Linked DNA regions of Rattus norvegicus: region 2 is linked to region 1. The links are chromatin contacts, called in public Hi-C maps. All regions are on one chromosome and are shown on one strand. Each heading gives the region's core, a stretch centred on a gene start, on an enhancer-like site or on the middle of the called end of the contact. The rest is flanking DNA. Distances are from core to core; before and after follow the strand shown. Region 1 has its middle 7.3 kb from the start of Or8b101d. Region 2 holds the start of Vwa5a (von Willebrand factor A domain containing 5A).

What was found. Hi-C and Micro-C count contacts between places; a contact is called where the count stands out from the background.
Region 2: a contact with region 1 is called in a Hi-C map of the A7r5 cell line, with 2.5 times the contacts expected there. The contact joins the promoter of Vwa5a here to the enhancer-like site in region 1. A contact is called at or near these places in 2 of 12 Hi-C or Micro-C datasets (the A7r5 cell line and Schwann cells).

The regions. Positions count from the first base shown.
Region 1 is chr8:47,189,348-47,196,326 of GRCr8, reverse strand. It overlaps the pseudogene Haus8-ps1. Among named protein-coding and RNA genes, the nearest start is that of Or8b101d, 7.3 kb to the left of the region's middle. Within about 2 kb of position 4,931, at least 12 of the 93 cell types and tissues checked have an H3K27ac peak or open chromatin away from gene starts, as enhancers often do. A contact at or near this core is called in the A7r5 cell line, where this site is marked.
Region 2 is chr8:47,710,391-47,717,325 of GRCr8, reverse strand. It overlaps Vwa5a (von Willebrand factor A domain containing 5A), which reads right to left and starts at 4,940. Exons shown (of 19, transcript NM_001393948.1): 1 at 4,842-4,940; 2 at 1,224-1,281; 3 at 906-1,108; 4 at 410-632; 5 at 116-291. The coding sequence starts at 1,266.

The sequences.
Region 1 (6,979 bases), core at 3,682-6,181:
CTGGACTTGAAAGTACAAGTTTGAAGTAGGAAAATGTCCAAAAAGTCTAAATAAATTCGAAACAACTGTCAGAGCATGAGAACAATCGCAGGTCGTTTCTCTAGATAACAAAACAGTATTGGTAAAGATTACTTAGTTAAAAATAAAAGTAAATAAATTTGGCAAAAAAGGAGAAAAGAATTGGATAGCTCACATTGCAGGGTTTTTGTTTTTTTGTTTTTTGTTTTTTGTTTTTACTTAAGATAAAAGGAAAACAACCTCTGCTAAAATGAATCTCAATTATTTCTGATTCTCCAAAATTACTAAATGACCAAAAATTCATTACGGGATACTTGAAATTAACTCCACAGAATTAGTATTATTTGGGGTCCCAGTGATCAGGACTTGGTGATTCATTATTTTCCATAGAAAATGTTAAGAACTTTTCTATAGGTTAGTTTTATTTTTCTTATCTTTTTACTCACTTCTCTAGTCTAGTATCGTGCAAGATGACTCCTGCACTGTGTATGATAGTAGGAGTTCTTAGGACTACCTAAATGTCTCTTTATTCAGTGATACTAATAAGAAGACCTTATTGTCAGTGTGCTAAGTGAAACCAATAATACTCTTGGTAATAAGTCTGTGATGTTTGGTGTGGGTCAGTCTATGGGACCACTTTTATTTTATTTTATTTTATTTTATTTTATTTTATTTTATTTTATTTTTAACTTGAGTATTTCTTATTTACATTTCGAGTGTTACTCCCTTTCCCGGTTTACGGGCCAACATCCCCCTAATCCCTCCCCGTCCCCTTCTTTATGGGTGTTCCCCTCCCCATCCTCCCCCCATTGCCGCCCTCCCCCCTATGGGACCACTTTGGTCAACAATTTAACAAGCTATAACCCACTTTCTGGAATTATGTTAGGAAAGTTCTACAGTACTAGGGTTCCACAAAGCATTTCAAAACTCCTTTAGTACTGGTTGCCTTCTTGTTTGAAATTATCTGCTACCACCTCAGGCTCTTATGATCTTTCTGTCCCCTAAACTGTGAACGTCCCTGAAACTGAGGGAGAGGCATGATATCAGCTTCCCATTTATTGTCAAGCAACCAAGTCTCTTACTCTCTGTATGTTAATCAGAACAGAGTCTCTATATCAGTTGTCATCTATTATAAGATGCTTTTTTTGATGTGGGTTGATAAATGCATTGAACTAAGGGTACAGCAATAACTTACTAAGAATGAGTTTTACATACGTTAACAGGATAATAATAGTATCTAATTCCCCATGGTACTAAAACTTACTCAGTCACAGGTTCTTTTCTCTACTAACAGTGTCACCTATACCAAAACCTGCATTGTAAAAAGGACAGTCTGTTGATCACACATTGTTAAGCAAGCTAATATGACCAATGTAAAGAATGTCCGTAGATGCCTATTTCTCACCTGTACTAAAATCAGTTGCAACCCCATCAAAGAATATGGTAGAAGACCTGAAAGTCTTATAGAAAACTATGGAGACAATAGTTTAAGACATAAACATACGCAAAGTGTTTCTGAGAAGATTTCAACAACTAGGAATATAATAGAAAAATTGATTTGCATAGTATTAAAAAGTTTCTACACTAGAAAAAAGCAGTAATTAGAGTAGATAGCTAACCAATTAGAAAAATATTTTAGTAGCTATGTGTTGTATGGTGGATCAAGATCTGGGATATGTAAAAAATTAAATAAAAAATAAATACCTGACACCAAACAAAAGAGTTAGTAGCAAAGCTAATAAAATGTTCGAAGAGTTGACAAATAGCAAAGTAATAACATACAGTAAACAGTTTCAAAAGTTCAAAAATAAGTCGTAACCAAAGAAAAGCATGTAGGCTCTGCAGTGAGATTCCATCTCACCTCATTCAAAATGGCAACCACCAAGCAAACAGGCAACATTAATGCTGAGGAAGGTATGAATTAAAAGGAATTTTTCTGTACTGCTGGTGGGAGAATAAATTCTTTTAGACAACATAAAAATCAGTATAGATGTTTCTCAAGGTACCAGAAATAGAATTACTATATGACCCAGCTCTATCACTTTTTAGTAATCACACAAAACTCCCAAGTCAACATTTATAGAGAAAATTTTTATGTAAATGATCATCTATGTATATTTATATTCATGAAATAATTTTCAGGCCCTCAATGTGTTATGCAGAGGCATTATGAACAGAAAAGTAAATAAGACTCCATCCCTCATATAGGAGGAGTTACAAGAAATTAAACAGCTGTGTATAAAACAATGTTTATTGAAAACCAAATCCACATTATCTACTTAGATATGGCCAACTGTAGCACAATGATTCTACAAGGAATGAAACAATGGTCTCAGAGATGCTCAAGAACATGCAACTTTTAAAAAATGTAAGTAAATAATGGAAACTACCTAGTTGTTAAACAACCAGAGAATAGATAAAGATGAAGTTTATATACACAGCGGATTTTTTCAACCATATGGAATATTGAAATTATGTCATTTGTAGGAAACTGGATTCATCTCATGGAGATATTACTAAGTAAATTAAACAAGCCTAAGTCAGAAAAACATCATGTGTTTTCTATTCTGTGTGAGTGCAAGATGTTATCAGTAAATAAAATTACCAAGGACAGTTTCCTGCAATGCAAATTGTTTTTGTTTATATTGTAAATGATCACTTTTCTTAAAATAGTATAAACTAGGCTCTTTTTTTCCCCATTGATTTGTCTATTTATTACTCAGCTGTAGCACAGCCACCCCCAATCCTCCCAGTACCCCCTCCCTCACACTGCTTCTCCCCTCATTCCCACTCCCCTTCTCTGAGAAGAGGGAGCAGCCACTCCCCCTCGGTCCCCCTACCAGCCCTGGCACATCAAGTCACTGCACGACTAGGCACAACCTTTTTGATTGAGGCCAGACAATGCTGCCCAGTTAGATGAACAGGATACATAGGCAAGCAACAGAGACAGGAATAGCTCCTGCTGCATTTGTTGGGAGACTTGTGTGAAAAGCAAGCTACATATGTGAAGGGTGGAAAGGGAAGGAGGTCTCAGTCTACCCCATGTATTATCTTTGGTTGAGGGTTCAGTCTCTGGGACACCAAAGGTTCAGGTGAGTTAACTCTGCTGACCTTCCTGTGGATTTCCTATCCCACTAGGTCCCTCAATCCTTCTGCCCACTTCTTCCACAGGATTCCCTGAGCTCGAGCAAATGTTTGACTGTGGGTCTCTGTAGCTCTTTCTGTCTGCTACTGGGTAGAGCCACTCAGAGCAGAATTTCTAGCTACTCTGCAATGATAACAGAATATCATTAGTAGTGTCAGGGACTGGGTTGTTGGTTTCTAATTTCTTGAGTTCTACAGATTTGGGTATTAACCCTCCGTCCGATGTACGATTGGTGAAGATACTTTCTCAATCTATAGGCTGCCATTTTTCCTAATAACAGTGTCTTTTATCTTAAGAAGCTTGTCCATTTCAAAATGTTCCATTTATTTATTGCTGTTGTTGGAAACTGAGCCATTGGTGTTCTGTTCAAGACGTTGTCTCCTGTACCAGTGTGTTAAAGGCTATTGCCCACTGTTTTTTTTTTAGACTTACGGTACCTGTTTTTACAATTAATCCACTTGGAATTGAGTTTCATGCAGTGATAAAACTGATCTGTTTCCATTCTTTTACATGCTGACGTCCAGTTAGTCCAGCACCATTTGCTGAAGATGCTGTCTTTGTTCCATTGTATGGTTTTGCCTTCTTTGTCAAAAATCAAATTTTCAGAGGTGTATGGGTTTATTTCAGGATCTTTGACTCAGTTCAATTAATAATTATGTCTGTTTATAACCAGTACCATGCAGTTTCTATTACTACTTCTCTGTAGTACAGCTTGAGGTCATGGATGGTGATACCTCTAGAAGTTCTTTTATTGTTCAGGATTGTTTAGTTATCCTGGGTTTGTAGCTTTTCCATATGAAGTTGTTAACTGTTCTTTCAAGTTCAGTAAAGAACTGTGTTGCTATTTTTATGAGAACTGTAGGTTGCTGTTGGTCATATGGCCATTTTCACTAGGTAAAGCCTACCCATCCATGAGCATGGGAGATCTCTCCATCTTCTGATATATTCCTCAAGTTTCTTTAGACACTTGAAATTCATGGAGTACATGTATTTCACTTTTTGGTTAAAGTTTAACAAGATATTTTGTACTATTTGTAGCTATTGTAAAGGGTGCTGTTTCCTTTCTTTCTTTGTCAGCCAGTTTATAGATAAAGAAGAGCTACGGATACAGTTAATACTGTATCCAGCCACTTTACCGAAGGTATCTGTAAGAGTGTCTGGTAGAATTTATGGGGTTGCTTATGTATACTATAATATCATCTGTGAATAGCAATACTTTGACTTTGTCTCTTTCAATTTGAATCACCTTGGTGAGCTTTAGTTGTCTTATTGGTCTAGCTTGAACTTCAAGTTCTATATTAAATAGATAGAGAAGGAGAGTTCACACCATTGTCCTATTTGTGATTTTAGTGTTTTGCTTTAATTTTCTCTCCATTTAATCTAATGTTGTTATTGGCTTGAGATACACACACACACACACACACACACACACACATACATATATATATATATGTGTGTATATATATATATATATATATATATATATATATATATCTTTTCTTATTTTCAGCTATGCCTCTTGAATCCAAGAGTTCTCCAAATCTATTAAAATCTATAAAGGGGTGCTGGATGTACTGAAAGGCTTTTTCAACATCTAGTGAGATAATCAATGTGATTTTTTTCTTTTAGTTTAGTTTTAAAGGAAAAATGTATCTCTACATGGCAGCATGAGTTTAATCCCAGTACAGACATTTTCCTAAGCCTTAGGAGCTCTAAGTTCCCGAAAGACTTGCTGCATTCCCCTTTAGCACTGACTAACTATGAGAGCTCCACACCCATGGAGAGTCATAAGATTCTGGAGGATGTGAGTCACAGGCTGATGTAACTGTGTACAGCAAAGGATTTTCGGTAAAGGTCAAGTGGGTGTAACAGCTCAGCAGGTAAAGGCTTTTGCCGCCAAGCCTCATGACCTCAGATTGATCATCTGGTGAAACTAGAGAACTGACTCCACATTTTGTCCACTGCTCTCCATGTGCATATCATGGCACAGGAACACCACAAACTACATAAAATGTAAAATGCTGAAATGCTAAGAGAAGATTCCTATGGTAGGAGCCTCCTACACCTGAGACTTCCAACCCCGAAAAGGAGGGGGTAGAGAGTGAGGATGCACAGTGCACACAGGTCAGGACAAGGCCATGTTACTGAAGCCTCCATGAGCGGTGGGCAAGCTCTGGGGCACTCTGAGGGACAAGAGGAGCTTCTGCAGTTTGTAGAGTTACAGGGTCCCATGTTCTCCCATGATTTGCCCCCTGCTGCAGGGAGAAGCCAACACCAGAAGCCTCCAGCTCCCAGCCCTGCTTTCAACATGTAGGTGAATCCAGAAGAGGTTGGAATTCCCTGGATCTAAGTCTCAGGTGGTTGTGAGCCACCTGACCTGGGTGCTAGAGACTGAACTCAAGTCTTCTGCAAGAGCGGCAAACACCTGTGAGCTGCCTGGCCCAGCCAGGGCTATGAAATGGGATTTATTGTCATACTGAACAAGCCCAACAACAGTTTAGGTCCCTAAAAGCCACATAAAACTGGATGCAATAGTGTCTGTCATCCAGCATTTCCCACAGGGAGATAAGAGCCTAAAGTAGACAGTCTCTAGGATTAGGGGGAAGGGCTAGCCTAGCATACACAGCCATGGATGAGAGGTAGAAAGTGAGAACCTATGCTCAGGTTGTCCCTGACTTTACACGGGCACCATGGTATATACAGGGACACGTGAGCACTTGTACTCACAGAAACACCATACAGACATAGGTGAAAAAAGAAATAAAGACAAACAATATTGAAAATACAATATACTGGGGCTGGAGAGCTGACTCAGTGGTTAAGCTCTTCCAGAGGAGCTGAGTTCAATTCCCAGCAACCACATTGTGTCTCATAACCATTTCTAATCTCATCTAATATCCTCTACTGCTGTGTCTGAAAACAGGGAGAGTGTACTCATATGGACAGAATAAATAGTTTTTTTTAATCCTTTTCTAAAAAAAAAAAAAAACTCTTCTATGACACATGATCATTGTGTGATTCCAAATGTCGCTAAGTCAGTAAAGTCTTATTGCTACCTGGTCCACCAGTCATGTTAGCCTTGGTAGTAGAGTGGCAAAGTTGAAGAGTTGCTGGCCATAGTGGCCAGGCAACCTAGAAAAGTTACCATTTGCAGAGAAGGCTGTGTTGTATCATAGTCCTCTACCCCACACTGCTACCTCATCCCTATGAATAGAGCAAAAGAACAGGTGAGGAATGTTCCAGGTTTCTTTCCTCTTTGATTGCATTATTAACCCAGTCCCTGTGCTACATGTAGCCTTGTCAAATCCTCTGTCCCATCCCTAAGTCCTCATACCTGTCAGATAAGACAGGGATCTTGCTTTGGGGGAAGCTCTGGTCCCTCTCTGTCCTAAGAGGCTCTGAGCCATTTCTGAAAGAGAATCATCTGAGGATTGAGGGAAGGTGTGAGGAAGATGGTACTCTTCTTCTGGTGCCTCTAGTAGGAGCAGCCCACACTTGGGCCCAGCTCCCACTATCAGAAAAAGGCAGAAGGCTCTGGTCTTTACACAGCTCTCTGGCTGGATGAACAGTACATTTCTCCAGTCTTTCTTGCAGAAAGCCTGCTGCCTCTGGTGCAGGTGTGGTTCCCAAGACAAAGGGAAGTAAAGTGAAAAGTGAGGGCGCCCAGGATCCTTTAAAAAAAAGGGGGGTTATCTGCATTGTCTTCATTAATGTTTCTGTTTAATTTTTTGTTCCATGTGTATTAATCTCATTGTAGGGGTGTGCATGCCAAAGCATGGGTGTTGAAGGTAGAGGAAAAACCATGGGAGTCACTTT
Region 2 (6,935 bases), core at 3,691-6,190, 520 kb before region 1:
TTAAATTGTTTGCCTCACCAAGCATTGCCAAAAAAACAAGCAAGGTGTGGGAAGGCTGAGCGGGGACCAGCTCAACAAGGAAGCTTGTGGAGACTGACAATGGTATTCTCTTCACCTGAGCAGAAGTCTTGTCATCTGTAAGGTACTGAATAGGGCTCAAGGAGCAGTTGGATTGGACCCTCTCAATACCATGCTGGGAAGTGATGGTGGCAACCATGCTGAGTGTGTAAGGCAGGGCCTCCAAAGGGACAATGGGCTTCTGTACATTCAAGCAACTGCTCGCTGACTGTTCTACAAAGAAAGTATATTAATGTTCCCTTTCATATCAACACTTTCCAGCACAACAAAAATTCTGTGTATTTTTCCAAGTCATTCTACCACTGGTTTGTCAAAGGCATAAATTACTTACCAGAAAGCTGATATCTTGGATTCAAGACTGCTGGGAGCAGGTAGCGCAGGGCCCCATCTGATTCCAATGGCAGTTCCTGCACATACCTCAAGGTAACTGCAACCTTAGTTCCAGGCTGCAGGTTCCCCACATTGCAAGAAAAGACATCCCTGGAATAATCATCCTCTTCCAATAAGTATGCTTGGTGGCCCTGGGAGAGTGCCTCCTCATACTTGCTGTGCGCCTAGAGCAAGGGTAAGCAGGGTGCATTCAAATGAAATCAAAGGTAATCAGAAACATATGAACCATTCAAAGGGAGTGTCATGGATCCTGTGAACTTTACAATTCATCTGGTATCTTCTACTTCCTTCCTTCTGCCTTACTGATTTTGGGCACATAGCATTTAAAAAGGAACAAAGAAAAGGAACAGGCAAAATCAGCACTTATGAATTGTTTAAAAAGATAAACATATATGCAATTTCAAAGAGAGAAAAGATAATGTGTTCATCCCTCAGACCTTCGTCTTATCCTGCAACTCTGCCACGATTTTCTTCCCATCCACCAAGGCTTCAAAGCTGTAGACAGCAGAGTCTTCATCCATAGGAAACACAAACATTGCCTCTATTGGGACTTTCTCCTCATTCTCATAATGTAGGGTTGCAGCCACAGCAGCCACAAAGTCATTGATGGACAAGGTGACTGAGATGCTCTTCAGTGGTACTGGGGAAGACATGAGGGTTTAGGAAATCAACAAACTTTTCCTAGAGTGATACCCGTAGGTGAGGAATTGCTCTGGGTACAGCGCTCATCGCTAAGAGTTGTAAGCCAGGCTTACCTTTCTCCTTGTTGCCAGTGATTAGGCCCCAGTGATGCTCCATGGTAACTGCCTGTTTCTGTGAAAATGGCACACGATTAAGAGGTCCAGGTTAGAGGTTACACCATCAATACCAGTAGTTATGAGTTTTGATCTTGCAGTAACAGCTTCAAATTTTTAGCGTAGCAATAACCAATAAGATGGTGAAAATGAGAAGGGATGACAGGGGTGAGGTTGCTGGTTAACGGTGCTCAGGTGGAGGCTGTAATTGTCCACTAAGCAAGAAATCTGTAAACATCTTGAGGTAGCTTCAAACACCATTCAACTCCTACTGAATGAACTATCCAAAGTGACCTGGATAGGAGCCATAATTTAACCTCATTGAACACCAGCATTCTCCACACAGAATCAAAGCAATATATTTGTGTACATTATTTCCAAGGCTAAGGTCTGGCCCAAAGGAGGCATTTATCAATGAGGATGGATGCCAGTGTTGTTCTTCTTGACATTGTTATTATTATTTACTGGGAATCGTTTCATTTCAAAATCTGTTTTTTCAATTTTTAATATATTCTTGTTTCTATGTTATGCATAAGAGTGTTTGACTAAAGGCATGTCTGTGTATCACGTGCAGGCAGACACTCTTACATATAACATTACACAGAGTAGAGGCCAGAAGAGGATGTGGAATCCCTTGGAACTAGAGTTATAGATGGTTATGAATGGCCATGTAGAACCTGGGACTTGCACCGTGGTCCTTCAGAAGAAAAGGCAGAGCTTGTAATGACCAAGCCACATCTTCAGTACCTCTTCCCAGATCTTTACCTGCATACCCATGTGATTCAAATGACATACTGTATTACACTCCTCTTACTTAATCACTTTTCCTTAGGACTTAGTATTGAAATTACCCACTGTTTTGCTCTTTATATATTTATTCTCTAGATATTGTCATGTGATCACTCCTGGTTCAATGCAGAGAAGAAATAAGAGACTGTAGCATGCACAGCTCTAAATAGCCATCTATATTGTCTTGTCTGTATTCCCACACAGGAATACCTATCACCCTGCAACCTTACTCAGAAAGCTTCTGAGAGGCAGGGGCTATTGAAATCACTGTTTTCAGTCCATTGTACTCATGACCTTAGAGCAGGGGTTCTTACCTACCTAAGACATGCCTGAAGGTCCTGTCAAATCAATCAATATCTAGCACAGATCATGGAGGGGGACATACAGTCCAATCCCTACCTGAGGAGTTTTGCAGTTCATAACTACATGGGATGGGAGAAAATTTTCCTTCACGGAATTTTGTCCTTGGTACACTGTACCTACTCCAATTTATGACCCCATACCTATTCATATGTAGACACTATTGGATTCAATAGATTAAGTAAAATATTGAAGATATGCAGTTGGGAAATGATCTGTTATGGGTCAGGAGGAGCTAGACAGTGAGGATGGGGCAGGTATGGGGACATAATCAAAATACATTTCACACATCTATACAATTTTCAAAAAATAATTAAAAATACTATATATTTGGAAAGACATTCTCAAGAATAAAGAGATTATATGTACAATATTTTTCTTTTGAAATAGACTTTGCCAATTATATTTCCTAAATTGACTATGATATATAAATCTTAAGTATGATATGATGACAAAGAGATAGAGTGATTTTTTCCAGGTTATGATTTACATGATTATTTTATCCAGAGTGTAGATATTGATCTAATCCTAATGATAGCTTGTGATAACCCTGGGAGCTTTTGTAGGACTTTCTTAACCTGACCATGCACTAGCTTGTCTCTCCCCATTGTCATTCTATGTGACCTCAGTGCCCAATACCAACAAGGGTGGTTTTTGTTGGAACTGCATCATAAGGAGCCGAAAGGGCACATCTGGGAACCTTATCATGTTTGTCCAGAAGCACAGTGATGGTTCCAAGTTCCCTAGAAGTCCAGCCCTGTCTTTCAGACTGGCTGGAAAACCCTTTTGAAAGATCAGCTTTCCACCCCAGAGCAATTCCAATCTAAGATTCTGAAGGCTGTGTAGGGGACCTCAAAGTTGTTCAAGACATCCCAACAACAAGTTCATATTTACCACCCACAATTCCAGAAAAGATTTGGCCAGCATTTTACTAGGCTGAGCTCCATGGATCTCCATTTCCATCCACACAGGGTCTCCTTGCAGGTGGCTGCATGGAGTCACCTAAGATTGGGCCTGCGGGATCACCCAGCCATCTTTCAGTCAGTCAGAGCAGCTTGGCCAGTGAGACCTGAGCAGGTGTCATCTTCAAGTCTAATGTAGGGTCACACCACAGTGAACTTGGCTGCTGCCTGGTCACAGGCACTGGGCACATCCCTGCTGCAGGGCAAATTCACATGCACCAGCTGTGTTCTACATCTGTAATTTGATCACTAGGAAAAGTCTGACAGAATTAGAATGGCTCAGATCTGGCCAGCAACAGAGAGGTAGTAGGCAAGCAAGGAAGAGGAGGAGGAGGGGGAGGAAGAAAAGGAGGGGAGGAGGGACAGGAAGAAGAGGAGAGCAAGCACAGTAGCACAAGAAAGGACTTTCCCTGGGGCCCATGAAGGAGCCTGGAATATGGCAGAAAAATTTCTGGTACCAGCTAGAAGCTTATAGTAGGAGAGTCACCTAGGAGCAGCACAGCTGAAGAATAGACTAGACTGCGTCTGGCAGCAGAGATCTCAGGCTGACAGTGGCCACTGCAGGAGGCTAAGAGAAGAGAGAGGTATCAATTACAATGAAATATTTATTTCCTGATTCCAACCCCCTCCTAGTCCTCCCGGCTTCCAGAGTCAATCAGATGTGACAAGTGGTAACACTCCTTGAGTTAAAGACTGGCTACAGATAGGACCAAAGTTATAGCCTTAAACTGGATGCAGCTATAGCGGTTCTAACAGTAGTTCCAGTGGGCAGCTTAATTGCAGGCAGAAAGCTAGGTGAGTCAGCCTGCCACACCCCTGCTGTTTACAGCTTCAGGGAGATAGTGAAACCTGTGCTTCAAGCCAAGGAAAGTACTGTGTGGATTGAAGAGCCTTGAATAAAAATAGTTATCTAACCCTTAGCCTCTCCATCTAAGACCCCAGCTCCAGATATGTACAGAAGGCACAACTTCAATTTCCCCAAGAGCTGTAGGGAAGGTTTTATGGGCTGCAACGGATCAAGGCGGGTGGATAATCAAAGCTGCACTTCGATAGGAAAAAGTAACCTGAAACCAGAAGAAAAGAAAAAGAAAAAGAAAAAGAAAAAGGAAAACAAACAAATAAACAAAAAACTCTTCTTGTAAACTGAAGGAAGAGGTTGAAGAGGGAGGTCAGAGAGAAACAGGGCTGGAGTGTGGAGAGAAGTAAGGAGGAGGGGGAGGAGCGAGGGAGAAAAAAAAAATTTTTTAAAGTTTTCCAGCCGATATCGATTTCCAGAAGGAGGCAGGGAGCAAGCGTATGAATCTGAAATTGAGGTAATTTATGTACTAACAACCAAGTAAAATCTTCTGGAAACACACCCCAGTGTGAGTTTCTGCCCCACAGCAACTCAGACCCCACGGTTTCCCACTAAAAGCCATTTATAATAAATACGTTATGCTGTTAACTAGGAAAAAAAAAAGGCTTTTACCCTTTAGAGAGATCGGGCAGGACTCTTCCCAGAGAGAGCAAAGTTCAGCAATCACCAGCCTCCTGAAGTCTCAGCAGCTTCGGAAACCAAAGTGAAAGCAACTTAAGCAGAACTTCCAGGAAGACCCGCCCCCTTTTAGGGACCAGCTATAAAGTTACACTTGTATGAGCGAAGGGATGGACTGAAAATTCTTACCGAAAAAGTGAATTTCTGCTTCTGCTTTGATAGGATGAAAAGTGTTTTGTTTAAAATTTAAATCAATTGCTCAATTTTTTTTTCCCTCTGCATGGTCTACTCAGACACTTGGAGAAATTGAAGATAGTCAAAGGTACAGGATTTGTTTTTCAAGGTTGAATGCTGAAAATGTATTATCTAGAAATTATATAACTATTGGGTTTCCGAACCTGGAACAAACACTTGAAGTACATATTTAACATACCAAAGCAGACCTGGCCTCCAGGTTGTCTCAATATCCCTCAGTTCCTACATGGCATACCTGACACTTAACCCTGAACATTTCAGCCTGGGCTTCCCCTTCCCCAGAGACGCTTTGCTACATAATTCAGACATTGTGATCTCTCCCTCTCTTTTCTCTGCTTCTCCTTCTCTCTCTTCTTCCTCTCACCCTTTTCCTTTTTTTCTGCATGCTTTCTAGTTTTCTCTCTTTCTCTTCATCCTTCCTTCTATCTCCCTCCCCATGGTGACTTTCCTGATCTCCTTTACAGCCAGGGAATTTGCCTGCTCAAGAACAGTTTCCCAATAACCCTGCATTTACATGTATTTTTAAACTGGCTTGAATTGGATCCTTTCTTTGTTTGAGAAATAACATCATACAGCTCAGTAATGAATTTGCTCACTAAGAGCATCCTCTCTCTGTTCTGCATCCAACTAATAGGAAAATTATTGAGTATTATAACGTATCATTGGCTTTAGTCTATATTTTGTACCCAGAGACAGAACACATGATGCTAAGAAATATTTTTCCTCCTAAACTTATCCCGCTAAAATGAACTTGTGTCTATAAAATGATGATTAAATCTGTAACTACTTGGGCTGTTTTAAGTTATAATAGTTCAAAATGGGTATGAAGCTACCACAAGCATATACAAGTGTGCATTAAAGCATAGTGTGAGCTCAGATTTCCTTCTATGACTAATGGATATCTTTATATGCCTGACTGACTGTAAAAGGGAATGAGTCTGTTTGGGAATCATATCCTCTACAGTGTTTCTCCTCTCCACTCTAACTGTTCTCCACTGCCTGCAGTATCTGTGCGGCAAAGTCCTTTCTCTGAGCCAAGTGGATTTAAAGCAGAGCTCTTTCTCTGAGCCAAGTGGATTTAAAGACTAGGACTTGAAGTTGGCTGCAGAGCAGATGAAAGTGTTTGCTTGGAACTTAATGCATGAAGGAGCACATCCAGGATGCTGGAGATCTACGAAATAAATATGTAAAATAAAAGTATACATGAAATTAATGGACTTTTACCAATTTTAAGCATGAATGAATTTTATTTACAAGCTCATTTGTGCTATGTTTAAAGTGAAAGAAAAGTTGAATCATTTCCTATCACACATTCAGTATAGTTAGCAATCAAGTATTTTATGGAGACACATGATATTCACTCTTTGGCAATGTACCTGGCCGTGAATCAATTTAAATGGAACAGAAGAATACACTGTGTTTCTTAATCATAGACATTTTCCAAGAAATGCATGAGCAATTTCTTCACAGTGCAAAGCCTCAGATGCTGTGCATTGCATCCATTATCTCAGCACAGCGCTTGATGCAACCGGGAGACAGCGAAACAAAAGCAAACAAAGCTAGCATTGGTACCATTGCTCATTGACAGTTTCATTTTTTATAAACAGTGGCACAGTCATATACAGTGGGAAATGCATGAGTCTGATTACCAGCAGAGCTCCTTAACACAGCCCAGCAATATGGACCAGACTGATGCAATCCCTATCCTTCTATCTCGAACCATTTGATTTGGTAGTTTGTATGTCGCACTTTTTGGAACTTTTTGCACTATGATTCATTTTATCTCTTTTCCTGAGAAAATAATGTCTGAGTCTTTGTAGGAAAAATCCTACA